Regions from separate parts of the Mus musculus genome. Here all the other regions are linked to region 1. The links are chromatin contacts, called in public HiChIP or PLAC-seq and Micro-C maps. All regions are on one chromosome and are shown on one strand. The core of a region is the stretch at or near the end of the contact, and the rest is flanking DNA. Distances in the headings are between cores, read along the strand shown. Region 1 holds the start of Ctcf (CCCTC-binding factor). Region 2 holds the start of Esrp2 (epithelial splicing regulatory protein 2). Region 3 overlaps Nfatc3 (nuclear factor of activated T cells, cytoplasmic, calcineurin dependent 3). Region 4 holds the start of Cbfb (core binding factor beta). Region 5 holds the start of Ddx28 (DEAD box helicase 28). Region 6 holds the start of Dpep2 (dipeptidase 2). Region 7 holds the start of Slc12a4 (solute carrier family 12, member 4).

Region 1 (3,522 bases), core at 368-2,867:
TTTTAGCTTTCTTAGTTGATCTAAACTCCAAAAAAGTATTAAGTCTCTTTGCTAATGTTTACTTAATGCTAAACTCAATACAGGAAGTCAGATACTAAAGAGTAGTTACATTAGGCACAGAAATTTATAAACCATCTGCTGCAAGTGACCCAGGATCCAATTACAACATCAACCCTCACATTTCATCCAACAGTCAAATTACCAGTCCAGTCATGAATAAGTTCATTCTACCCTATTGGCGCATTAGATCGGTTTGCACGATCTCTAGAGAGGGGCTGAACTGTCTTAGCCTAGCCCTAGAGCATCAGGTCCTAAGTGGAGTGCAAAGTTAGCGTCAGGACATTTTAAATAGGAGGCAAACTCCAGCGTCGCCTGTACCATCGCAACCAGCCCATGCTCCCGAATTTATGAGTTTATCACATCACTTGAGATGAGAGTGAAATTAAGTTTCAGTCCCTTTTGAGATTTCTGAGCGCACCAAGTCTGACTGCTATCGTTTCAAGGGGCTGAAAGAGTGCGAATACAGCTGGAGAAAAACTACTTTGGTGCAGGAATTCGTGTCTTTTTCCGCGCACCATTGGGGGCCGCACCGGTCGGGTCCCGCGCGATGCCCTGGCGTGAGTTTGGGGGCGCAGCGGGGCCCGGCGGGGGCGGCGAGCGCGCGTTCCCCCGCCCGCTCGGGCGGCGTCGAGGCGCGAGCAGCTCAGCCAGCCTTGCAGAGGGAGCTCTCGGCAGCTCAGGGGTCCCCTCTGCTCGCAGCCACAGCAGCGCCGCCTGCGACACTCGGCGGCGACGGAGACCGGCAGCGGGGACGATCGGACTACGAGAGACTAGAGAGCACCCCAGCTGCTGGAGAAGCAACGCAGGGAGATCGGGTAGGTTCCGGGACCGGCTGGACTTGAAGATGGGGAGTCTGAGGCGCGTCGGTCGGGACCCGACACCCACACGGTTCCGGGACCTGGCTAAGCGGCCGGCCGAGGGTTCAGAACCCCTAGGCGAAGCAAGCGGCGGCAACCGAGCCTCAGAGGGTCCAGACTCGGTAAGGGGTATCCGTCGCGGGAGGGGCAGAGGGCGGGCCGTGGCCCGAAGATCAGCCGGGCCAAAAGCCGGCCTCGAGGGTAGAGACAAAGGAAGGAAAATGGAGTCGCCGAGCGCGCAGGCCTCTGTCGCCACCGCCGCCAGAGGCCTACCATGTTGGGAGGAGGGAAGCTTAGCGGGCGGGCGGGCGGGCGTGGAGGGGGTTGGCCAGGCCCTGGCGGCGGCGCCGGGCAATGGCGGCGGCCGCGCCGCAGCAGGGACGGTAGAGGGAGACAAACACCCCCCGGCGGCGGCGCTGGCGCTGGCGCCGGGCTGCAGCCAGCGCCGACCGGAGCGGCCCCATCGTGACACCTAGAGGCGGCCCGCGAAACCTCCTCCACCCCGGGCCCCCTTTACCTTCGCGCCACACCCCCCGCGGCGCCCGCTCCGCCGCCGCTCCACCGCTCCGGCCACCTGGCGTCCCCGGCCGGCTCCGCGCGCCCGCACCGGCTGCTGCTGGTCGCCGCTGCCGCCAAAGAAGCAGCTCCGCGCACGGTTTAATCGCTCCACAGGCTCGGACACAAAATGGCGGCGGCGCGGTGCAGTGCGCCTGCGTCGGCGCTGCCGGGGCCGCGGGTGCTGATAAGGGAAGAGTCGGGTGGGGGGGGCCGGCCGGCGGCGACGAGGGCGGGGGAGGAAAGGTGAGGGGAGGGGTTGGCGCAGGGCAGCATGGGAGGCGGCCCCGGGCGCCAACTTTCAAAAGCCGGCGCGATGGCGTCACGGGGATGCGCCGCGAGGCGCGGCGTCACGCCGCACGCGCCCTCCCGCGCCCTCGCCGGGTCGCGCGTGGGCTCTGCCGGCGGCGCGGAGGCGGCCTGGTTCCCATTGGGGTGGGGCTTCCCTGGGCGGAGGCTGGCGGCTTCTGGGCGATCGGGTCTCCGCCTAGTTGCCCTGATTTCCTTAGCTCGCTCATTTTCCCTCCAAGCTGCGAAGGGCGGGAGGACGACGGGGAGCTGAAGTAAGCGCGCGGGGCTGGGGCCGTGGGGGTTGAGGAAGCGCCAGGGTTCTACCCTGCCCGGTCTCCTCCCACCCGGGGTTAGCTCTGCACCCTGTCCCGCCGCCGAGTCAAATGCAGTGAGTTCCCGCACTCTCTCACTTCTCCGACACTTGCCCAGTGCTCAAGATCGACTGCTAGGGGCTTCGCCCGGGGATCTTAGTAGTCTTCCTCCCAAGAAAAGGGCCTTAGAAAACCGAATGTGAAATTAAGAGAATCGGGACAGAGTCACCTCAGTCCGGAGATATAGCAGACCACACCACAGCAGTCGTGTTTAGCTGTATTTGGCACCGTGAACGTCTAAGTTTTTAAGACTGTTCTTTTTATTTCGGTTCCCAGTCGGTGGTACTTAATCCCTTCCCTTTCCCGGGAAGACCCTATTGGCAGGTGTTCTAATCATCTTCTCTCCCCGCCCCCCATAGCCTTGGAATGTGACTCGGGATTGTAGTCCCAGTTCTCTTGCTTTAGCTGTTTGGATAACAAATGCACCTGGCAGCAAGCTTCTGCCCTATTCATATACATCTGGGCTGTGTTGTGGGTATGCTGGTCCATTATCAATAGATATTGTTTATTCCCCCCAAAAGAATCGGAAAGTTAGAAGCATGTAAGATCCCACTGTTCAGATGTCAGTAACTAAGGCAAATGTGTTTAAACATCTTGAGTCCATTCACCCACTGTTGTGGAGCTTCCCTCCATGACTGGACTTAGAGGAAAGATAGAAGAGAAAGTCCAAGATTAGAAAGAGGATAATAGACAAGGAAGTAAACAGAAAGACAAGTCTAGACTGTTGGATTGTAGAATCCAAGACCAGAAGTAAGTTTGAGGCAGGAAGAGAGGTTTCTGGTTTTCAGATGCTGAGAGTTCCGGTACAGTTCAGCCAGAGGCTTAGCTATTGAGTTTATTACCTTGGAGATAGCTGGGAAAGATCATGGTGACTTTAGCTTGACTCATATGGATTAACTGAAGAGGTTAACCTGAGTAGAATGGGTTAAAAAGTAAACAGGAGAGTAAGGAAATAGAGACAGTGCATGAAGGCAGCCTGAGTTCTGCTGTGGGTAGAGCAGACATTGGGGAATAGGTGCAGAAGGATGTGAGGTCAGGGGGGAGTTTTGTTCTGTCTCCCTTTGGGCGGTATGAATCCAACCCAAAGCCATGGTCTCTGCCCTTGAGCATCATCTCAACTCTGGGGATGTTTTAAAAGGTGGTAGAGGGGGTCAAGTGGTGATGGCTTACACATTTAATCCTAACACTTGGGAGATAGAGGCAGCCAGATCACTTTGAGTTTAAAGCCAGCCTGTTCTACAGAGTTACTTATAGCCAGTGCTACACAGAGAAACCCGTCACACACACACACACACACACACACACACACACACACACACACACAACCTAACTAAAAGAGATGATATTGCCAGACAATGGTGGCACATGCCTTTAATCTCAGCACTTGG
Region 2 (3,522 bases), core at 414-2,913, 500 kb before region 1:
TCTTCAGATTCGTTACCTTGCAGAAACCTGGGAACAGCCGCTTCTTTCCAGGGGGTTCGGAACAGCCAGGGATTCCACAGTCAGCAAGATCTCCCGAGAATCGGGAGGCGAGGTCTACAGGTTGAAAGGGGAGCCTTGCTCGGAGGTTGTGGGTAGAAACCGATACCAGTAGCTCTGGGATAACTGGGTAGGGAAGCCAAGACTCTGCCTCACTGAACCTGAGCCTGTAGCGAAGACCTTGTGAAGTTTAAATAGTCAGGACGATGGGTTGCAGGGGTGTCGAGAAGGAACTAGTTGGAAGGGAGTGTCCTTACCGGAAAGCCTGGACTGACGCAGGCGCGCTCCGGAATGGGAGGGAGGAGGGGAGGGGCTTTACCTCAAGGTTTCACTGGGTTCCTAGAACAAATATTTGACATTCCAGGCTTATCGTGGTAGCGGGGCTGAGTAGGCAGGCTCCGGGTGGGCCGCCTGGTGAAGGGTCTCAGGGTGTGCGCTGCGGCCACTTCTCACTATATTGGGTCGCTGTGTTCCTGCGCTATTGTGTGGACAAACCCAGAAGGCGCACTATACATTCTAGGTCCTCTGGCTCCGCACGACCTTCCTTGGGCATGAGTTAGGGATGCACCCGGGCTCTGGGTTGCCTTTTATCCAAGACCGATAGGAAGCAGCCCGCTTTTCCAAACACACAAGGTTCTTCTTCAGCCGGTGGCATCCTGTATTCTAAGTCCCACGCCAGTACCTTTTTACTCTCGCCAGAGTACTAATTACAGTCGAGTAGGTGGGAAACTATCCTGAGCCCACAGGGCGGCCTGGAAACAACAGTAAGGGAGTTTCACCAAACTGCATGGGATGAATGGGACTCTTCTGAACTGGGTTGGGGGATGCAGACTCAACTCTACACATCTCAACTCTAGCCGCTCTCTGCTGGAGTGCTTTCAATAGCCAGATAACACTTCTATCATCATCCAAGAGAGACAAAAACAAGCAGGCAAACCCCAAGTGGGGTTGGTAGGCTGAACTTCCAGATCTCTACCAGCAGACACGGCTTCATTTAGGATACAGCTCTCTAAAGTTTAAGCACGATTTTCCTACCTTGGCACCAAGGCCTGAGCCTTCAGGTCCACAGTAACGTGCGCCTTGCACTGCCGGCACTACGCCGACCCGACACCTGTATGGGCACGTCCTTCTCTGTGATCTCTAGTGACCGCCCACAGTTCTAAGAACCCTTGATCTTTACCTCCCTCCCTTTCCCCAACGGATCTCTCTCACCGACTTCCAGTGGATACCTGGTAGCGCTCACTGTCGGCTTTTGACCCTTTGTAACTTCCATTAACCTCAAGCCAGACGTCGCGACCTTTTATAGTCCCTAGATTGCCTCCTGTTGAATTCCATGGGTCTTGCGTGACCCTTGCAGAATGGAAAGAGGCCTCTGATCCTGCACATTCTTTTGCGGAGGACTCAGAGTGCCTGCTAGAGAGGAAGTAGGAGAAAGAATGGATTCGTCCCAGGAGTCTCGCCGGACTGCAGCAAGAGGTGGGACTCCAGCCGGCGAGCGCACGCCTCAGCAGAAGTGAGCTCTTGCCTCCTGGGCAGGGTTTTGGCCCTCCCGCGGGGTTCCCTGGGCCGTCCTGATCACGTGGCCTCTCCGGGCCGCAGGTAACTCGCCGGAGTAGGCAGGGATAGGCAGCCGCACCGCCCAGCCCCAAAGGGCACCGCGGGCGGGTCTCTGCAGCTCCCACTACACCCGGCCGCAGGTGCCGCCCCCAACACACCGGATCCCGCCCAAGCTCGTCTGTCTGCTGTCGGTCGGTACGTGTGTGCGCCTCGTCGGTCCGCGTGTGTGGCCGAGCGCCCCCTTCCTCTGCGGCCATGACTCCGCCGCCGCCGCCGCCCCCACCCCCGGGCCCAGATCCCGCAGTAGACTCGGCCACAGACCCTTGTCCCGAACCTCAGTCGCTGGTGGTTTTGTTCGGGGCCACTGCCGGTGCGCTGGGGCCGGACCTAGGCTCGGACGAGACCGACTTAATCCTCCTAGTTTGGCAAGTGGTGGAGCCGCGCAGCCGACAGGTAGGGTGGGAAAGAGGGGACCTCGGGACGCTTCAGAGCCTGTTGAGGCACAGCGGCTCATGGGGTTACCCTCGGTGCTTTTAGGTGGGGACGCTGCACAAGTCGCTAGTTCGCGCCGAGGCGGCTGCCCTGAGTCCACAATGCCGCGAGGCGAGTGGACTCAGCGCAGACAGCCTAGCGCGGGCGGAGTCCCTGGACAAAGTGCTGCAACAGGTGAGCGTGGGGGCCCGCGTGGGTGGTGGAACTGCGGAGTGGCAGGGACACTACTTCGAGGGGGAGGGGAGGAGGGGAGACCTGGAGCGACGCGACCCAGTGGCACGGCCAGTAGGACAAGGTCTTGTTTGAAACTTTTGAGCGACTACCGCGTGGAAGCGTGCTAGGCCATTCCCAGAGCCACCTTACCTTCCAACCTTTACAGACATCCACTCCTGCCGAGGAAGTTGACAATAGCGGCTAAGGGATCCATCCCCCCGAGGCCCCTTCCTCTCCCTCCCACTCCCCCCGCTAGCAGAGGACACGTCAGAAATAGGGTCGAGGTGGGCTCAGGTTTAGCGGTAGATCACTTGGTCTCTGCCGCCTGCTCTCCTGGGAACCGCTGAAGCGAGGGCGTCGGGCGGTGTCTGCCTCGGGGGCAGACGCCTCTAGGTGAGGCCGGCTGGTTTAGGCCTGCCTGTCCCAGCTGACTGGCCAGGCGTGGGTGAGTGGGTGCTGTCCGAACATTATCTAGGGGCTACCTGCCCAATGAGCGCAAAGGCCTAGGCGCATGCCCCCTCCCATACCCACCCCGCACCCTGGCCAAGTGGGAGTGAGTTTTCCCTGTTTGCATTGCTCACTCACCCCATGACTGAGTTGTAATGAGTGTTAAGTCCTTTCCTCTTCTGACTCTCGTTCTTAATGAGAAGACCTACAGATGCCAGGTTACAGAAGGGCTCCAGGCCCACTGCTCACCTGGGAGGGTGCTGTAGAAAAAAATCTGGTTGCCTTGCTCTGTCGGCCTTAGATTGGAAAGTGTCACAGAATTGCCAAGGGAAAGGGCCGGATCGTGCTGGATAGCCTTCAGAGTGCCACCCACCCCCCTCTACGAGCAAACAGTTCTGTGCCAGTTGGTCGATGGGGTGTGGGTCAAAGCTCAGGCTGCTGCGAGTGGCCAAGTATGAAGCTCTGTCCTTGGTGGCTCTGTTCCTGGGTTGGTCGGACCAAGGGGCGGGGCTGCCATTGACCATGGGCCTTTTGGCCCTCGGGCAGGTGTGAACCTCCCCCACCTGTCTGAGGGTGGTGCCTGGTCCAGGACAGGTTTAACCTGCTTTGCTCCTCCCCTCCCCACCTGCTTGCCTCACTCCACCAGGTGTTTGCTCTGGCCCGACTCCAGACTCCTGGAGTGTGTTTAATGGGGGCTTGGGTTATGTGCGACTGCTCTCATTTGGCCTAGAGGAGGTGACAGGGAACTAGGCTAGG
Region 3 (3,522 bases), core at 407-2,906, 470 kb before region 1:
CTATAAGCAACACTTATATAGAGAGCTGAAGCAGCTGAGTGGTATCTAGAGCGTTAACTGTCAATCAGCACCTGCCCTACATTCAGGGTCAGCATGCTGTTGCACAGAGCCAGCAAGTGGCAGTGGCAGTGACAGTCTCACCACAGCAGCTGTTTGAACTACATTAAATGTGCAGCCTCTTCTCTGAAGGAAGAGCTGCAGCTGTGCTGTTAGTCTAAGAACAAAGGAAGACAATGGGAGGAAAAATTAGAGGACAATTTTAACAGAATTTAGTTAGTTCAATCACAAACTAAAGCAAAGAACCACTAGTCTAGTTATCTAGTTTTACAATACCACAGAGGAATTTTAATCCAGTAACATGGCTGCTCTGGCAAAGGACCACACATCTTTAATCCCTCTGGCTGGAATACAAACATGCCCTTAGTGCACACCTTTAATTCCAAACAATGAAAGTAAGGTTAGTATGCAGAAGGAAGCAGTGGTGTTTGAAGGTGACTTCTCTAGTTGGAGGGCAGTTCTGTAAGTTCAGTCACTTAAGGCTGGTGCTCTGCACTGTGCAGTGGAGTGGAGTGGAGTGGAGTGGAGTGGAGTGGAGTGCAGTGGAGTGGAGTGGAGTGGAGTGGAGTGGAGTGGAGTGGAGTGGAGCGTGTTTTTGAGTTCAGTTCAGTTGGTGCAGACGAAGCAGTTTTACAGAGAATGAGGAGCCAGAAGATTAGATAGGTTTCTAGAGTTAAGTTTGAGGTCAAGCAGAACAATTCAGTCAGAAAGCTGGGAGAAACTAGTTTGAACCAGCTGGTCAGACATCAGAACGAGCTAGAAAGGGTGAGCTTATTCAGCAGTAAACCTCCAAGACAATAATTACTTCAGATGAGTAAAAGATACTTTTACACAATAAAATAATCTCAATTTAAAAGTTTAAAACATAACCGAGTATTTCTATATGTTATAAAAATCATGTTTTAATATATATCAATTGGTCCAAAATCTAAAGCATAATGCAGTATAACATACAGGTTTTTTTTTTCTCCCCAAGTATTTTTTTTCCCCAAGACAGGGTTTCTCTGTGCAGCCCTGACTATCCTGGAACTCACACTGTAGACCAGTCTGGCCTTAAAATCATAGAAAGACTCAAGAAAAAATTCTCTCCTGAGCAGACAAATGGGCCAGGTGTAAAAGTACACACCTTTCATCTTACCTAGTTCTTGGGATGCAAAGGCAGGTGCCTCTCTACAAGGCCAGCACTCTTTATAGAGTGAAATCCTGTCTTAAAAAAACAACAGAAGGACAGCCAGGGCTACACAGAGAAACCCTGTCTCGAAAAAAAAAAAACCCCAAAAAACAGAACAACAACAACAACAAAAGAATTTAAAAGCCAGGTGTGGTGGTGCACGCCTTTAATCCCAGCACTCAGGAGTCAGAGGCAGGCGGATTTCTAAGTTCCAGGACCGCCAGAGCTATACAGAGAAACCCTGTCTCGAAAAACCAAAAAAACAAACAAACAAACAAAAACAAAACAAAAAACAAAACAAAAAAACCCAGAAATTCACAGAAAATTCAAACAAGAAGTCAAGTTACAAATGGCTGGAAATTTGGCTCTACAGTAACACACTAGCCTAGAATATGCATCTGAAAAGAAATTCACTGGAAGAGTGAACAGCTCAGTATCTGCGGTGCCCAGAGTACTGTTGACTTCCCCCCAGTTATAGCTCGACACCAATCAACTCTCCAATGCATGGCAATGAAAAATTCAATAGCCAGTCTGTCTTCTATGATGCTTCAATCTGGGAATGTTTTGTTAGTTTTTTAGATTGTGGGTCCCCCCCACCGCCCCCACCCCCGAGACAGGGTTTCTCTGTCTAGCCCTGGCTGTCCTGGAACTCACTTTGTAGACTAGGCCGGCCTCGAACTCAGAAATCTGCCTGCCTCTGCCTCCGGAGTGCTGGGATTAAAGGTGTGCTTCACCATGCCCGGCTCTATGGATACCTTTAACAAAGAGCTCTTATCATCCACATCACACTGAGCTGCAGCTATAGTGGTACAAGAGCTAAGTCTAGAATAAACAAATCTGAATCTAGCCTGTGCTCTACTGCAATAACTATGACTAGTGTGACACTGTAGGCAGACCACCTGCTCATAAGTAGCAGAAATGTTAAGAACTGAATCAGATAACCGGAAATAGACAATAGAAAGATGCTACTTTGAATTGCTCTAGTTTACATATACATTTTATGTTTACAACACAGACCTGGGATATCTCCCTTGTGTCTTTGAAAACTATCCTCTAATGTACCATTTGTTCCCTTGCCAAAGTTACATTATGTGAGTTGCCCATTGATTCGAATTTATTAAAAACATACATTCATCTTCAAATACCACTGACTTATGGAAGCCTTGTGAAGTCATTCCTATGAATCTGTCATACATATCTCTACTAACCTTCTAGTAGTATGTGGATCTTTTATACTTTGGTTAGAGTAATTCTGACTGCCTGTAATCAGGTATTAGGTGTGAATAGCAGGCCCCAAAAACTTACAGGTTACATATTGCTTTCTTTGCCCTTTGTTCTAAGGACTTTACGTTTAAATGGTTTTTGTTTTTTGTTTTTTGTTTTTTGAGTTTTTTGAGACAGGGATTCTCTGTATAGCTCTGGCTGTCCTGGAACTCAGAAATCCACCTGCCTCTGACTCCTGAGTGCTGGGATTAAAGGCGTGCACCACCACACCCGGCACTTTTTGTTGTTTTTATTTTACATATATGAGCACTTTGCTTGTGTGTATGTCTGCGCACCACATACAGTACCTACAACCCTGTCTCAAAAAACCAAAAAAACAAAAGAAGACACTGGATCCTCTGGGAATGTAGTTACAGGCTATGAACTGTCAGGTGGGTATGTAGAGAGATTCTTTTGTGTACTGTATGGAAACATCATCTGCCAATAAAAAGCTGATTGGCCAAGAAGCTGAGGTAGGGAATAGGAGGTGAGAGTTCCCATAGGGAGAAAGGTACTCTGGGATAGAGTGAGATGTATGAAACTGAGAATTTGTAACCAGCCATGTGGCAGGCTTAGACTAGAATACATGGGTTAATCAAGTTATAAGCTAGTTGGAGAGACAACACTTCAGTCCTATGACCTGATATTTAATGACAGTTTCTCCATTATGGAATGGATCTAGTGTAGCTACAAACCTGTAACAGGAGACAAGCTAGGTCTAGGTCAGTTCCTGATCTAGATAGCTGGTTTAGAATTATTTTCCTAAGACAGATTAATATAGAATTAGAAAGAAAACTAAAAATCTATATCTAGCTCTGGAATCTTTAGGATTTTCACTAGATGATGGCTACAGATAACTATATAATGTGTTACACGTAACATATGTGGTGGTTCACTTTTATCTTTCCAGCATTAGGAGGCTGAGGGAGAAAGATCACCATACAGTTGAGGTCAGCCTGAGCTGACACTGAGCTCCAGTTCTGCAAGTCCTAGGGTTCAATCTCTAATACTATCTGGGTCTGGAGGTACAT
Region 4 (3,522 bases), core at 361-2,860, 470 kb after region 1:
TCTCTTTCCTACAGTTCTTCTTTTCGTTGCTTCCTAACCAACACCTCTAAGGAGGATAACGAAGAGGCAAGAGAGGAACTAGATCACTTCGATATTTTTCAACCCAGGACTTGCCGAGTCCATAGCAGTCTTCAAATATAAAACAGGAACCTCTAGATGAACTATGGGATTTGTCTGTGTAGCACCAGGCAATTCTTTAGCAACTCCAATACTCAGACAGGCACATCGAGGTTAGAAAAAGGAAAATATAGATTTCTTTCGGATTCTTAACATTTTAAGAAAAGAAAATTGTTCATCCACTGGGGCCCTTTCTCTCGTCTCTCTCTTCTATTAGGACAGTCTCTCTCTTCTATTAGGACAACAGATAAGTGGAATAGATTTACTCTCGGCTGTACTGGGAGATAGCTTCTCATATAGATTTACCAATCTCGCTTCTCAGAAACAAGCCTATCGCTGATCCCCCTCCAATGATTCTTTACACGTAGGGCTGTATCCTTCCTACAAGCACCCCGATGTCTGGCGGAGGTCACAGCCTAGGCGACAACCTCCGCCAAGCTCCGGTTGGAGCTCCGCTCGGATTGCCGAGCCGGCACTAGGACACGCAAACCATCCCACGAACCGAACCATCGCGGCGGGCCAAGGAGAAGGCGGGTCCGCCCGAGGGCCGAGCCGAGCCGCCCCGCCAGCATCTGCCTCTTTCTTGCTTTTCGAATCCGGACTAAGGAAGTGAGCCTGCGCCCCCGGCTCAGTTCCGGGAGCCGCAGCGTCCGCGGCGCCGTCCGGAACACGCCCGGGGCCGCGCGCAACAAGTGACTGGCGCGCGCCTGGGTCCCCGCGGCCTCCCCGCGCGCACCGGGGGTAGGGTGGGGGGGTCCCTCCCCGGCGACTTACGATCTCCGAGCGACCGTCGCGGCAGGCGTTCTGGAAGCGTGTCTGGCGCTCCTCGTGGGGCCGGTCCCTGAAGCCCGTGTACTTAATCTGCAAGGCAGAGAGACGGCCCCGAAATCAGGAGTCAAATCCGCGGCGGCACCCGCCGGCCCGCCCGCCCGCTCCCCGCGGCTCCGATAAGGGCAAGCAGAGCCTGTGGGCGGACTGCTTGCCGGGGCGAGATTCCCCCTCGGCCGGCGCGCCGTCCCGGGGGCTTCCCGGCAACCGAGCCGCTCAAACTTTTCTCCTCCCCGGGCCCACTCGGGGCGCGCCGAGGCCTCCGCGCCTCCCCAACCGCCTCACCTCGCACTCGCGGCTCAGCTTCCTGAAGAACTCCTCGTTCTCGAACTTGCTCCTCTGGTCCGGGACGACGCGCGGCATCTTCCCGCCCTCAGGCCGCGCCGGCCGGCCGCGCTCCCCAGGCTCGCGCGGGCACCCGCTGGCGGGCTCCGGTGCTGACCGCCTTGACCGCCCACCCGCGGCACCCGGACTCCCGCTTCTCTTTGTTTCAGGAGCCCGCCCGCGTGGCCTCCCGCTCCAGGGAGGCTGAGGTGCGGCCGTGTGCTTGGAGCCCAACCCACGCTACCGCCGCCCGCCTCAGCCGTTGCCGGCCGTCCTCCCTCCCGCCCGCCCGCGCAGACACAGCTTCCAGCCTCCCCCGGCTGCGGCCGCCACTTCCTCTCGCCGCCCTCCTCGCTCTCCCGCCCCGCGCCGGCCCCACCCCTCCTCCTCCTCCTTCTCCTCCTCGCGCGCCCGCCCGCCTCAAACTCTAGCAAACAAGACGCACCATTCACAACTCCACGACCCGCGCCGCGCATGCGCCACCCACCCGCTTGCGGGGCCGCTGGGTTGCAGTGAAACCCTGCTCCTTCCTCAGCACTTCCCCTTGCCTGTCCGCGGGCTTCTCTGCGAACAACCCGCCCAGAAGGGATCCGCCCCTCTCTTAGCAACTAGAAGCGGACCCGCAGACCTTTTTTTTTTTTTTTTTGGCCCTTTGTGAGCGATCTGGAACTTCTTGGCTCCCCAGCCAGCCACGCAGAGTCACCCCCAGAAGGGCCACTTGAATTCAAGGAAACCTAAATCTTAGAGGACTTTGCATACAGGGAGGGATGTGGACTGTGCACTGAAAGGTGGAAGTAAGCATCTAACCAAATCATGGTGTAAAAAGGTGGTGGCTATTGAAACGGGGTTGGCCTTAGGATTCCGTGTAGCTCTGCCTGCAGACAAGGTTTAGACAAGTACCAGACCAGTAAGTCTCAGATTAGTAATTTCTAAAATGCACACTCATAAGTTCATGGCGTTAGTAGGAGAGTGTTTATGTAGATCTAGCACATCATTTAAAGGAAAACTATCTTAATTATATGTAACCGGTTGCCAGTCCATATTTTTACCCAAATGTGCAATCAAACAAGAAAAAAAAAAAAAAATCCAAGATCTGCAAGTTCTAGAGAACTTACCAGAGCAGAAGAAAACCAGACTCGGGGTTTGCAGCAGAGCTTGAGCTAAAGCTGACCCTCAATAAACTCTGATCCTTAAAAATCGCAGTTTGTTAAAAGTTCAGTTCAAGGATGGCAGGTAAGTGCCAACTCTTGGCAGCAGCTGGCCAGATGCTAAGGATTGTGAAAAGATACTCATAAGTCACTGGAATCAGTTCTGAGGTCAGTTGTTAATGCCTGCTTGAATACAGATTTTGGCAGAATTTCACTGCTAGTCCAGCCCAATCTCATTTATTAGATAGGGACCTAAACGTGGGTAAGGAACTGTCCTAGTTTGCCATAGACAGCTCTCATTTTTAGCAATGACCTCCCCCCGCCCCCCAAGCCTTCTGAAGCTGCTCAGTCCCTAACAAACTAGGAGGGTTAATCATCTTAACTGAAGTCTGGAGAGTTGATTACCCAAAATTAAAGGTTTGTTGGTGGGAGTGGTGTGTGTGTGTGTGTGTGTGTGTGTGTGTGTGTGTGTGTGTTTTGAGTAAAACATACTGCCATGATAAAACACCATGTCCAAGGCACGTTATAAGAAGAGTTTGTGTGAGCTTACCACTCCAGAGGGTTAGAATCCCTGAACGGTGGAGCATGGTGACAGAGGCAGGAAACTGAGGGCTCACATCTTTAATCAGAAAGCAGAATAAGATTTAGGAATGCCAGTGGCTTTGAAACCTCAAAGATGGCCCTGGGGACACATTTCCTCCAGCAAGGCCACACCTCAACAGTGCCATCACAGGGGATTAAGTATTCTAACATCTGAGCCTACGGGAGGGCCATTTCTCACTCAAACCACCACAGTCTAGGCGGTGCAGTTCAAACCCAGGGATTCACCTCATCAAGCGCTTTACCACTGAGCTGCAGTCCCAGCCTTCATGGTCAGGGGTTTTAGCAGTGAAATTTGTAAGCAGCACGTACTTACAGTGCCAGCGACTTTGGCCACCGAGGTGGGAAGATTTCTTGAGCCGAGGACCTGTGCCAAAAAAGAGAATCAAAAAAGGAGGAAGGAGGTGATTAGGTTGATGGTTTTAAAAGACATACTCCTTCCATTAGCAAATATGGAATTATCTCCTTCTTGGGGCAGGCACCCTCCATCCCACCCCAAGCCTAT
Region 5 (3,522 bases), core at 280-2,779, 370 kb before region 1:
AAAGATACCAAAATCTGAGGATACTCAAGCTCCTACATAAAATTCCTAGGTACTTTTGATTTTAGGGGGGAATTGAATTCAGGACTTCACAAACGCTAATAGGCAAGCACTTTATCACAAAGCTATGCCCCAACGCTCTCCCACATGATTTAAATCATCTGCAAACTGCTTATGACTAATGCAATATAAACATGATGTATATACTTGTTATACTGTATTGTTAGGGAGTAACATTAAAGAAAAATGTCTATACATATTTAGTACAGACACATTTTTTTTCATGAATATTCTCACTCTACAGTGGAAAATTCCACAGAGGTCCACCTATAAATATGGAGGGCCAGCTCTAATGAATGAAATTAAACTTTTTTTTTTTTTAGATTTATTTATTTATTATATGTAAGTACACTGTAGCTGTCTTCAGACACTCCAGAAGAGGGAGTCAGATCTTGTTACAGATGGTTGTGAGCCACCATGTGGTTGCTGGGATTTGAACTCCGGACCTTCGGAAGAGCGGTCGGGTGCTCTTACCCACTGAGCCAACTCACCAGCCCATGAATGAAATTAAAACACTTTCTCCAGACGTTAGGAACCTCCCAGGTAATCAATCCACAAACATTGACCTTATCTCCCACTCCAGACACTTGATGCCCATTTTTTCAGATATGTTCAAAAAGTATGAAGTAAAAAAAAAAAATTAAACGTTTAATAACCTGAACCACTAAATTCATGTCAAGTAGTCTGCTTGACCGGTGCTATGTGAGATAAGTTTCATCACTCCAGGAGGGTAACGGGACCCTTCTTTCTACTTCTAGTCAGGCAATTCGGAATCTGCCTGAGAAGCCAGTGGCTATGAGCAGACCGCTAGAGTGATGGGTCCAGGCTGAGATGCATGGGGGGGGGGGGGGGGCGACGACAAGGAAAGGAGGGTGAAACTTGCCTGGAGAGGTAGGGTCAAAGTGTAAAAAAAAAAAACCTGAGAAACTACACCTGAAAGAACGGAGACCATCTCTCTAACTTCAAAGACGAAATAAGCTGAAGGCCACCAGCATGCACTCTGGGTTCTAAACTAAAGAACTGGGTTGAGCTTAAACCCAGACTCCCAACTTCTGTCTCAGTCCCCTGGCCTACCATTCATTCAGTCTCAGCAAACTTGCATCACCCAGGCTTTGAGTGGATTGCATATCTACGAAAACATCGTCGAACTTTGTACCTTTGGAGTTCTATGGGATGACTGAGCGAGGCAATGAAGACCACAAGTTAAGACTATCAGAAATTAAGCACTCAAATGACAGAGGCCATCCTCACTCGATTCCTTGAGCCAGGGACCCATGGCCCCCTCCTACTGCGGACTCCCATTCCTGCCTCCACCGAGTACCCTTCCCCAAAGATGACTCCAATCTGGACATCGCCATGCCGGGTGGAAACCTACAGACCTCGCAGCCACTGAACTCTTAAGGATCCTCCTCCCTCCTTCCAGCCGGTGCTGCAGCGCCACACGCCACCCTGATCCGCGCCAGCCACCGTACTCCAGACTACGGTGGCGTGCTTGACGTCATTAGCGCGCGCCTCTTCTGCATCAAGGGAAATATGGCTTTAGCCGGGCCATCGCGGCTGCTGGCGTTAGCAGTACGGTTGCTTCTGGAGCCTCGACGGAACCTAGTGGTGCGCGGTTCCGACCAGTCCTTGCCAGTGGTGCGCGTTCCGCGGGCTCTGCAGCGACGGCAGGAACAGCGACAGAGCGGCCGTGGGAGTTTGCAGCGGCCAGTGCTAGTGCGCCCCGGTCCCCTGCTGGTCTCGGCGCGGCGGCCGGAGTTGAACCAGCCCGCACGCCTCACGCTGGGCCGTTGGGAGCGAGCGCCACTGGCTTCCCGTGGCTGGAAGCATCGGCGATCGCGGCAAGACCATTTCTCCATAGAGCGAGTGCAGCAAGAGGCGCCCGCCCTGAGGAACCTCTCGTCCCGGGGCAGCTTCGTGGACCTGGGTCTGGAACCCCGAGTGCTGCTGGCGCTTCAGGAGGCTGTCCCCGAAGTTGTGCAGCCAACCTCAGTGCAGTCGAAAACCATCCCCCCACTGCTTCGAGGCCGCCACCTCCTTTGCGCTGCGGAAACTGGCAGTGGCAAGACGCTTAGCTACCTACTGCCCCTATTTCAGCGGCTCCTGAGAGGGTCAGACCTGGACTCCCGCAGTTTCACGGCTCCTCGAGGCTTGGTTCTGGTACCTTCCCGAGAACTAGCCGAACAGGTGCAGGCAGTGGCCCAGTCACTGGGTGGGTACTTGGGCCTGCAGGTGATAGAACTTGGCGGAGGCCTCGGGATGAGTAGGCTCAAACTTCAGCTGTATAGACGACCGGCAGCCGATGTGTTAGTGGCTACTCCAGGGGCGCTGTGGAAGGCTCTGAAAAGTCAACTGATCAGCTTACAGCATCTTAACTTCATAGTGCTAGATGAAGTAGACACACTGCTAGATGAAAGCTTCCTGGAACTGGTGGACTACATCTTGGAAAAGAGCCCTATAGCAGAAAGTCCAGCCGAGTTAGAAGACCCCTTTAATCCCAAAGCCCAGTTAGTGCTGGTGGGAGCCACGTTTCCAGAAGGCCTAAACCAGTTACTGAGTAAAGTCACCAGTCCAGACAGTCTGACCACCATTACCAGCTCCAAGCTGCACTGTCTCATGCCTCATGTCAGACAGACATTTATGAGACTGAAGGGAGCAGACAAGGTGACAGAACTGGTTCAGATCCTCAAACAGCAGGACAAAGCAAGTAAGACGGAACCCTCGGGAACTGTCCTGGTATTCTGCAACAGCGCCAGCACCGTGAACTGGCTTGGGTACATTCTGGATGACCACAAGATTCAACATCTAAGGCTGCAAGGGCAAATGCCGGCCTCAATGAGGGCAGGTATCTTCCAGAGTTTCCAGAAGGGCTCCCAGAACATACTTGTCTGCACAGACATCGCCTCCCGAGGCCTAGACAGTGTCCACGTGGAAGTGGTTATCAATTACGATTTCCCCCCTACCCTGCAGGATTACATCCACAGAGCAGGAAGGGTGGGTCGTGTGGGCAGCGAAGTGCCAGGGTCCGTTATCAGTTTTGTGACCCACCCCTGGGATGTGAGCCTGGTTCAGAAAATTGAACTGGCAGCTCGCCGAAGGAGAAGCCTTCCAGGACTAGCATCTTCAGTGGGGGACCCTTTGCCTCAAAAGGCCTGATTTTTGGTTGGCTTGAATCTAGTGCTAGAGCAGGAAGTTGAACACTTGTCAGTGGGCGACATTGAGTCACGCCAGCCCTTGCCTCTCTGAAAGCATGATGAATTGTTTGGAGATTTGAAAAGTAAACTACTGGACAGGATTGGAAAGTAACGTTCAGAAAATAAAGTGGATTTTGACTTTACACTATGTCATGATTTCTTTTTCTTCTCATTGTATGTGTGTGTGGAGGTCAGAGGGCAGTTTTGTGTAGTCAGGATTCTCTTTCCACCTTTCTGTGTGTTCCAGGGATCTAACTTGAGATCATCCCAC
Region 6 (3,522 bases), core at 284-2,783, 360 kb before region 1:
GGAGAGGGTGGAATCTCTGGGCTTGCTGGCCAGTCAGGGTCGCTGAAGTGATGAGCTTCAGGTTCAGTGAAACCCTGCCTCAAAAAAGATAGGGAACAATGAAGAAGATACTTTTAAGTCATCACCTCTCTCTCTCCCTTCCTCTCTTCAAGATTTTATTCTATTTATGTGTATAGATATTTTGTCTGGGAATCAAACCCGGGTGCTCTGGAGGAGCAGCCAGTGTCTTCAGCACTAAGCTCTCTCTCTCTCTCTCTCCAAGCCGTATTCTTTATACCCTTCAACTTCCTGGGGCTTATTAAGAACAGAACAAGCGGGGTGCTCGGCCCGCACCTCACTCTCTTATTCCTTTGTCCTCTTACCTCTCCTCTCACTTTTCTCTTTCTCTTTCTCTTCTTTCCTCTCTTCTCTCTCTCTTTCTCTCTCTCTCTTTTCTTCCTTTCTACCTTCTCTCTTTCTCCTGCATTTCTATAATAAAGCTCTAAAACCAAAAAAAAAAAAAAAAAAAAAAAAAAAAAAAAAAAAAACAAAACAAGTGTGATATTTACCCTCAAACCCACAATGGTGACAGGGAGACCGGAAAACCTGAGAGTTTCTCTTCCCCTTTGTCAACTTGGCCCGCACGAAAGTGGCAGTGGGGGAGGGGAGGGAAAGGAGCCAGGTCTGAAGCCAGCAAAGAACACCTTGGTGTGAAGCACAGCCCCAAAGGAATACGCGGTCTAGAGTGGGCCTACCAATGAAACCTACTTACTAGCTATAGCAGGCAAGGACTTACTTACTAGCTATAGCAGGCAAGGACTTACTTACTAGCTATAGCAGGCAAGGACTTGGCTACTTTTAGCATAGCACTACTACAGGCAGCGCACACTAATGTACAGTCCCGAAAACACAAATACATCGTCCTGGGTAGTCCAAATTTTCTGCCTCCTTATCGAAGAGTTTGCTCATTTCCTTCTTAAATTCAAAATATATTTATTCATTTGAGACAGGGCTCGCTCTGTAACTCTATCTGGCCTACTCATTATGTAGACCAGGCTAGCCTTGAACTCACAGAGATACACTTGCTTATGTCTTTCAAGTTCTGGGACAAATGTTATCATGTCCAGACTCCATTTCCTTTTTGAAAGAGGGTTTCTTGACATCTCCAAGTCCCCATGCCTCCTGAGGAAGGTTGCAAAAACTGGATCCTCTCCAGTGGGGGCCAGGGGTCAGAACAGAAAAGGTTTTTTTAATGGAGTATAAGCATAGACCCTGAAACTGCCTTAAGGGATGGGACTTCTACAAAAACATACATGGCCAGTGTGTGTGTGTGTGTGTGTGTGTGTGTGTGTGTTTGTGTGTAGTATGGGGGGGGGGAAATGTGTACATGTATGGTATGTGTTTGTGTGTGTGTTATATGTGTGGTGTCTGTGTTATATGTGTGTGTGTGGTGTCTGTGTTCTGTGTGTGCATGCATGAAGCCAGGGCTGATCCTGGAGAAAGCAGAGAGGGTAAGGGCTCAGGCTGGAAACAGGGTGGGGCTTGTAAGGACAGGAACTAAGTCCTTGAGGTTTCTGGGAGAGCTCTGGCCTCAAGAGCCTCAGACACCAGGCGTGGAGCCGCTGGACACAAGTAGCAGGTCTGAGGGCTTATCCATCTGCCCTGGCTTCCACACTGAGGTAGGAGGTCAGCCTGCAGCCCCAGGAGGAAGGTGCTGGGATGGGGGGCTCTGCTGCCCTGGAAGGTATTCCATGTCCTTCCATCTCTCTAGCTGACAGACTTTTGTTCCTGTGCTACTAAGTATTTCCCTGAAGCACTCAGGTGCTTACTCTCTTCTTACCTCACATGATCAATAGGAGAGTCCTGGGTGGGCACAGCATCTGCTGAGGAGGGAGACCAGTCCTCACCTTGAATAGGGCTGGGGCATGCAGGTGTGTGTTCCTAATAGTTCCCAGTTGCTGGCTGGAGTCTTCAGAGGATGGTAGATAAGGTGGAGAGGTCAGTGTGTCTCGGTACTTGTGTCCCTTGAAGAAGTCAGGGAAGGCTGCAGGTAGTCAGGGACAAGATGTGGTCTGCAAAGAGCTAGAGGCCCTTTCACTGTGAAAGAAACACCACGGGTCTACTTTCTTGGAGAACAGTCCCTAGTCGCAGCTAGGAATCACCTGGGTTGGTCCCTTGGGAACAGTAAACAGGGGGGACATTGGACAAAAGAAACCTAGACAGAAGCAGGCCACGGAAGTGCACTTCAAGACGGGGATAGTAGGTCTGTAGCTCCCCCTGGCGGATGTCATGCACCTCTTTCCCGTACAGCGGCTGTTTGGAATCTGGTGACCTCAAACCTCTTCTCACCAGACCTGGTCTGTGCGTGGCTTAAATTGAGGCTCAGGATTATATCACTGCCTTCTGTCCTTCTCAGGCTTTCGCGACCCTCATCCGTGCCGGCTTGCTCCGCCCTGAGCAAGATGTCGCTCACGGGCCTCAAGGGTCATTGGGTGCTTGGCCATGGGCTTTCAGTGTTCCTGTTGGTGCTGCTGCTGTTAGGGCCTTCACAGCCTCTAATATGGACCCAGACAAAACCAGGCTTCTCTGGTGCTTCCACTACATCAAGCATCCCCAGAGCACTCACCAAGCCCGACATTTCCAGCATTCCAACCACTCCTGGCAACCCCAATTTCCCAGACCTGCGAGATCGCGCAAGAGCTCTGATGCAGGAGTTCCCGCTTATAGATGGGTGTGTAAGGATGGCTTGGGGGCGGCCAGAATGAAACGGGGTTGAACATACACCTGGGGTGCAGAGGGTTCGGAGCCTGCTGTACTAATAAAGGTCCTCTCCTACTACCCACCCCTAGATGCTGTCTCCTATCAGCAGTGGGTGACCTCTTTCTATCACTTCTCTAGTGAGGAGTCCCAGCCCAGCCCAGGTTTTGGGGGATCTCAGTATGGTCTAGGTAACGATGGTAAGGATGGGAGAAGCTGTCAGAAATACGTTCTGCTAGACTTGGAAACCAAAGGGGCACAGTGTGTGTGTGTGTCCAGATTATTACAGAGCTCATTAGAAGTAGCCTAGACTGGGCTGGTGAGATGGCTCAGTGGGTAAGAGCACCTGACTGCTCTTCCGAAGGTCTGAAGTTCAAATCCCAGCAACCACATGGTGGCTCACACCCATCCGTAATGAAAAAGTAGCCTAGACTAGACTGTCCTGAAACTTTAAATGATCCTCTTGCCTTAGCCTTCTGACTGCTAGGATCACAGGCAGAAGTACTCAGCCAATTTTGTTTGACCTAACCTCTTTTTTGACTCTTCTACAGCCACAATGACATGCCTCTTGTCCTGAGACAATTTTACCAGAATGGACTACAAGATGCTAACCTGAGAAACTTCACCCATGGCCAGACCAGCCTGGATAGGCTTAAAGATGGCTTGGTGGGAGCCCAGGTACACACACACACACACACACACACACACACACACACACACACACACACAGAGAGAGAGCTGCTGAGGAAGGTTGAAGAAATTGGTGCCCCAGAAATGACAATTTAG
Region 7 (3,522 bases), core at 597-3,096, 330 kb before region 1:
GGGGGGGGGGAAAGCAAAAAAGAAGAAGAAGAAGGAGAAGGAGAAGGAGAAGGAGAAGGAGAAGGAGAAGGAGAGGAGAAGAAGAAGAAGAAGAAGAAGAAGAAGAAGAAGAAGAAGAAGAAGAAGAAGAAGAAGAAGAAGAAGGGAAGGGAAGGAAGGAAGGAAGGAAGGAAGAAAGAAAGAAAGAAAGAAAGAAAGAAAGAAAGAAAGAAAGAAAATAACTTAAAAAAAAGAAAGAAAAGAAAGAGAAGAAAAGATGGGGCCTCTGTGTGTGTGTGTGTGTGTGTGTGTCCAAAGATCTTCAAGTGTTGTTCCTCAGTAGACACCCACCTGTTTTTTTGTTTGTTTGCTTCTTTGGTTTTGATTTTTGGACTGACTGGGGTAATGCTATTAGTTATACCTTGTATCTTTTTTTGGAATATTTATTACTCATAGCTTGTATTATATTTCTTCTTGCTCAGTTTATTTTTCAATTTTAAAGGTAAATTTAAATGTGTGTGTGTGTGTGTGTGTGTGTGTGAACCCTGGTACAGTCTGAGGGAGCTGGAGGGCATCAGATCCCCTGGAGCTAGAGACATATGCAGTCATAAGCTACCTGATGTGGGTGCTGGGGACTGAACTTGGGTCTGGGGCAAGAACAACAAAAGCTTGTAACCAGTGAGCCTTCTATACAGAGAGTGCAGGATAGGAGATGCAGAGCCGAGAGCACGCGCGCACAGCTGGAAAGCAGTTAAAGGTGCCAGAAAGAGAGGGAGGCCGATTGCAGCCCGGAAGAGCTGACTGGGAAGGGTTAGTTGTTGAGCTGCTTCAGGGAGGTCCTAGCCGAGCGGCCCACCCAGGCAGTTGGGGCTGGCGGGTGGCAGCAGAGGGCGCGGATTCTAGAGTCAGCCCAAATTCTAAAGGCTACACCAGAAAGGGAGAAAGAATGGAGATAGAGCAGAAAGATGAGCCCTGGAGCTTTCTGATAGGAAGGAAGCGGGGTGGGGTGGGGGAAGAGGCCAAAAGAACAACTCAGAAAGATAAAAATTCTCAAGTCAAGGCGACTAGGTAAGTTATCTGAGTGTGAAAGAAGTTAGCACCAAGAAAGGAAAGGACTCGGGTGCAGGAACCTCCAGGAGGTGAGGTTATGAAGGAGCAAGTTCAAATGAGATAACTGGGCTATCCCAAAGTGTCGATGAGGGATGGGCCGGTGTAACCTCTAGCGAGGAGGGAGCGGACTCCTCTAGGAAGGGCATACGATCTTCAACCACCTGCTAAGGGAGAGGCTGCAGCGAGCAGAACTGAGGGAGAGACCGTAGGCTACCAAAGTCCTGGAGAAGCGTTAGAGAGAAATGATGGTAATGGAAGAGTATGTATGTGAGGGTGATGAAAGACTTGAGGAGGTTTGGGGTGGTCACTGTGACATTGACCAGGTCCTGCTAGCTTTCCCGCTATGGAAGAGTATGTATGTGAGGGTGATGAAAGACTTGAGGAGGTTTGGGGTGGTCACTGTGACATTGACCAGGTCCTGCTAGCTTTCCCGCTAAATAACAAAAAGTGACTGAGAGCTAATTAGATTCAGGGAACAGAGCCAGTGCACCCTGCGCCCCGTCTCACCATCATAATACCCCTAAAAGTTAAAATACTTTCCCTCACTTTATTAAGTATCGCATTTGGGGCTCAGAGAGGGCAACCCCTTACCCAAAGACACACAGGAACCCTACCCTCCAGCAGCTAGAGTACTTCGTTCCCGGGGTCCTCTCATCCCCCCTCGGGGAGGAGCCGACCCGAGCCCCTCCTGCTCCCCGCCCCCGAGGGGCGGCCCGGGGGGCGGGTGGAGGAAGTGAGCGCAGCGGGGTGGAATGCGAGCGGGCGGGGCGGGCCAGCCTGGGGCGGCGGGGACTGCCGGCTGGAGGCCGGGACCGCGGGCCAAGCGCGCGCGATGCCTCACTTCACCGTGGTGCCGGTGGACGGGCCGCGACGCGGCGACTATGACAACCTCGAGGGGCTCAGTTGGGTGGACTACGGCGAGCGCGCCGAGCGGGAAGACTCGGACGGTGAGGGTGCGCCCGGCGGGGGCTGTGGCCGGGACGGGGGGCATCTACACGGGACTCGCGCCTTCGGACCGCGCGCGCAGACGTCCATGCAGGACTCCACTTTTCTTGCTCCTTGCGCGCTCAGACCGATGAGTCTTTTTGGTCCGGGACTCCCGGGCTAGGTCGTCCTCCACCCACTCCCAGCTCCTCCCCCGAGGGCCGCGGGCGGGGGCTGCAGACGTGGCCGCCTTGGGAGGCCGGGTAACGGGCTGCCTTGCTTAGGCTGGCGCCGAACGCGCCACGGGTCTGGGTCCAATGGAAGCCTGGATTGTAGCTTCCTCACTTTCTGTGAATCGCCCCCATCCTCTTGAGTGTCACCCTCTCTTCCTCTATGACTCACCGCCCCTCTCTTGTCCTTTCCCTACCCCTGCCTCCTTGCACACTGGCCCGGTAGGAGCAAAGGGTGTGCTCGCTGAAGAGCCTGTGTTGGCCTTGGTCTACGTAGATCTGTGCGTATCATGGACACCTAGGGAGCAGTCACACGGGGCCAGGCTTGTCTAGGCACTGTACATGAAGCAACTCGCTTTAATCCTCCCAACCTCCCCCATGGGACAGGTTCTGTTACTCGCACTTAGGAAGGAGTGAAGGGCGGTGGGGAAGAGTTATGTAACTTGTTCCAGTGGGATTCAAACCCGGATATGAGAATGTAGTGCCTTAACCTAGGTATCAGGGCTGGTTATAGAGGTAAACCCTTTCTCCCTTCCAGTGCCCCATCTCTCCATCTTCCACCCACGGAGGCTCCTCACACTTGGAATGGGAACGGTCCTGGTTATATGTGTCTGTCTGTATAGCTGTCCAGGCATGTGTAAATGCACGTGTGTCGCTGAGTATCACAGGGTCAGGTCAGGACGTCCTTATGGCTACTGTTTCCAGGAAGGCTGCCAGTGATGAGCCTGGTGCTATGATAACAAATGCCTGTGATGTCTGAGGCTGACCGTGATAGAAAGGTGTAGGAAATGTGTGTTGTGTCTGGTGATGGTATCGGAGGCTATCTGATAGGTCTGTGATGGTGACATGCTTGAGGGGTAGTCTGTGCTTCATGTGAACGGTGACTGAATGACCTGCCTGCCATGTGGACATACAGGCCAGGGGCATGGACTGCAGATGTCACGGAGATTTGTCAGGTTTCACAGCTGTGTGTAAGTAACCCTAGATCCCACATCCCCTGCTGCCCCTTGCCTGGTCCAAGGTGTCGGAACCATATCCCTCCTTCCCTGGGACTGGAAGGATGTCTGTCCCTAGATGATGTACTGAACTGCATCCTGGAGATTAGCCTGGACCAATGGGCAGTACTGAGCCTTTTCTTTGGCTCCGCCTTGGTCCCTCACAGGTTGATAGGAGTAACCTGGAGCTATGCTGGCTGTTGGCTGTGCCCTGCCAGATCCCTCCAGGCTAGGCCAGCTCCTCCCAACCCCACCCCCTTCTTCTCTTCCTATTTACTTTTCGG

What was found. A called contact is a pair of places that touch in the nucleus more often than the background predicts. HiChIP or PLAC-seq counts read pairs in DNA pulled down with a chosen protein or histone mark.
Region 2: an H3K27ac HiChIP or PLAC-seq map of extraembryonic endoderm stem cells shows a contact between it and region 1. The contact joins the promoter of Esrp2 here to the promoter of Ctcf in region 1. A contact is called at or near these places in 9 of 39 promoter capture datasets (3T3-L1-derived adipocytes, cranial neural crest, fetal liver and 6 more), 2 of 484 Hi-C or Micro-C datasets (both in embryonic stem cells), 9 of 115 datasets of contacts at active chromatin or transcription factors (bone marrow-derived macrophages, double positive thymocytes, embryonic stem cells and 5 more) and 1 of 9 other capture datasets (adipose tissue).
Region 3: a contact with region 1 is called in an H3K27ac HiChIP or PLAC-seq map of embryonic stem cells, with 2.4 times the contacts expected there. The contact joins the enhancer-like site here to the promoter of Ctcf in region 1. A contact is called at or near these places in 10 of 115 datasets of contacts at active chromatin or transcription factors (bone marrow-derived macrophages, double positive thymocytes, embryonic stem cells and 5 more) and 1 of 9 other capture datasets (adipose tissue).
Region 4: a contact with region 1 is called in a Micro-C map of embryonic stem cells, with 3 times the contacts expected there. The contact joins the promoter of Cbfb here to the promoter of Ctcf in region 1. A contact is called at or near these places in 1 of 39 promoter capture datasets (the C10 cell line), 1 of 484 Hi-C or Micro-C datasets (embryonic stem cells) and 1 of 115 datasets of contacts at active chromatin or transcription factors (memory CD8 T cells).
Region 5: a contact with region 1 is called in an H3K27ac HiChIP or PLAC-seq map of embryonic stem cells, with 10 read pairs. The contact joins the promoter of Ddx28 here to the promoter of Ctcf in region 1. A contact is called at or near these places in 21 of 39 promoter capture datasets (the 3T3-L1 cell line, 3T3-L1-derived adipocytes, the C10 cell line and 15 more), 1 of 15 datasets of contacts at CTCF or cohesin (embryonic stem cells), 14 of 484 Hi-C or Micro-C datasets (the G1E-ER4 cell line, brown adipocytes, cortical neurons and 8 more), 26 of 115 datasets of contacts at active chromatin or transcription factors (the 230-238 cell line, the SCID.adh cell line, astrocytes and 17 more) and 4 of 9 other capture datasets (adipose tissue, embryonic stem cells, liver and 1 more).
Region 6: an H3K27ac HiChIP or PLAC-seq map of microglia shows a contact between it and region 1, with 5 times the contacts expected there. The contact joins the promoter of Dpep2 here to the promoter of Ctcf in region 1. A contact is called at or near these places in 11 of 39 promoter capture datasets (the C10 cell line, the HPC-7 cell line, cranial neural crest and 7 more), 17 of 115 datasets of contacts at active chromatin or transcription factors (the SCID.adh cell line, astrocytes, bone marrow-derived macrophages and 10 more) and 2 of 9 other capture datasets (adipose tissue and liver).
Region 7: a contact with region 1 is called in an H3K27ac HiChIP or PLAC-seq map of extraembryonic endoderm stem cells. The contact joins the promoter of Slc12a4 here to the promoter of Ctcf in region 1. A contact is called at or near these places in 17 of 39 promoter capture datasets (the 3T3-L1 cell line, 3T3-L1-derived adipocytes, the C10 cell line and 11 more), 2 of 15 datasets of contacts at CTCF or cohesin (the NIH/3T3 cell line and embryonic stem cells), 3 of 484 Hi-C or Micro-C datasets (B cells, embryonic stem cells and muscle stem cells), 21 of 115 datasets of contacts at active chromatin or transcription factors (the SCID.adh cell line, bone marrow-derived macrophages, craniofacial prominence and 12 more) and 4 of 9 other capture datasets (adipose tissue, liver, macrophages and 1 more).

The regions. Positions count from the first base shown.
Region 1 is chr8:105,634,633-105,638,154 of GRCm38.p6, reverse strand. Ctcf (CCCTC-binding factor) reads right to left here and starts at 1,617. Exons shown (of 12, transcript NM_181322.3): 1 at 1,435-1,617. It overlaps Gm5914 (predicted gene 5914), which reads left to right and starts at 681. Exons shown (of 2, transcript NR_151742.1): 1 at 681-875.
Region 2 is chr8:106,135,115-106,138,636 of GRCm38.p6, reverse strand. Esrp2 (epithelial splicing regulatory protein 2) reads left to right here and starts at 1,663. Exons shown (of 15, transcript NM_176838.2): 1 at 1,663-2,067; 2 at 2,152-2,280. The coding sequence starts at 1,870. 1810019D21Rik (RIKEN cDNA 1810019D21 gene) reads right to left here and starts at 3,237. Exons shown (of 4, transcript NR_040346.1): 1 at 3,016-3,237; 2 at 1,287-1,470; 3 at 1,093-1,168; 4 at 1-809.
Region 3 is chr8:106,109,280-106,112,801 of GRCm38.p6, reverse strand. The region is part of intron 9 of Nfatc3 (nuclear factor of activated T cells, cytoplasmic, calcineurin dependent 3); the gene reads right to left. Among named protein-coding and RNA genes, the nearest start is that of 1810019D21Rik, 24 kb to the left of the region's middle. Within about 2 kb of position 1,656, at least 29 of the 459 cell types and tissues checked have an H3K27ac peak or open chromatin away from gene starts, as enhancers often do. A contact at or near this core is called in double positive thymocytes and embryonic stem cells, where this site is marked.
Region 4 is chr8:105,168,762-105,172,283 of GRCm38.p6, reverse strand. It overlaps Cbfb (core binding factor beta), which reads right to left and starts at 1,610. Exons shown (of 6, transcript NM_001161458.1): 1 at 1,231-1,610; 2 at 892-978. The coding sequence starts at 1,308.
Region 5 is chr8:106,009,493-106,013,014 of GRCm38.p6, reverse strand. Ddx28 (DEAD box helicase 28) reads left to right here and starts at 1,529. Exons shown (of 1, transcript NM_028038.3): 1 at 1,529-3,399. The coding sequence starts at 1,591. The coding sequence ends at 3,213. It overlaps Dus2 (dihydrouridine synthase 2), which reads right to left and starts at 1,537. Exons shown (of 16, transcript NM_025518.4): 1 at 1,437-1,537.
Region 6 is chr8:105,989,784-105,993,305 of GRCm38.p6, reverse strand. Dpep2 (dipeptidase 2) reads left to right here and starts at 1,533. Exons shown (of 11, transcript NM_001301204.1): 1 at 1,533-1,658; 2 at 2,396-2,710; 3 at 3,288-3,414. The coding sequence starts at 2,442.
Region 7 is chr8:105,964,439-105,967,960 of GRCm38.p6, reverse strand. Slc12a4 (solute carrier family 12, member 4) reads left to right here and starts at 1,846. Exons shown (of 24, transcript NM_009195.3): 1 at 1,846-2,036. The coding sequence starts at 1,922.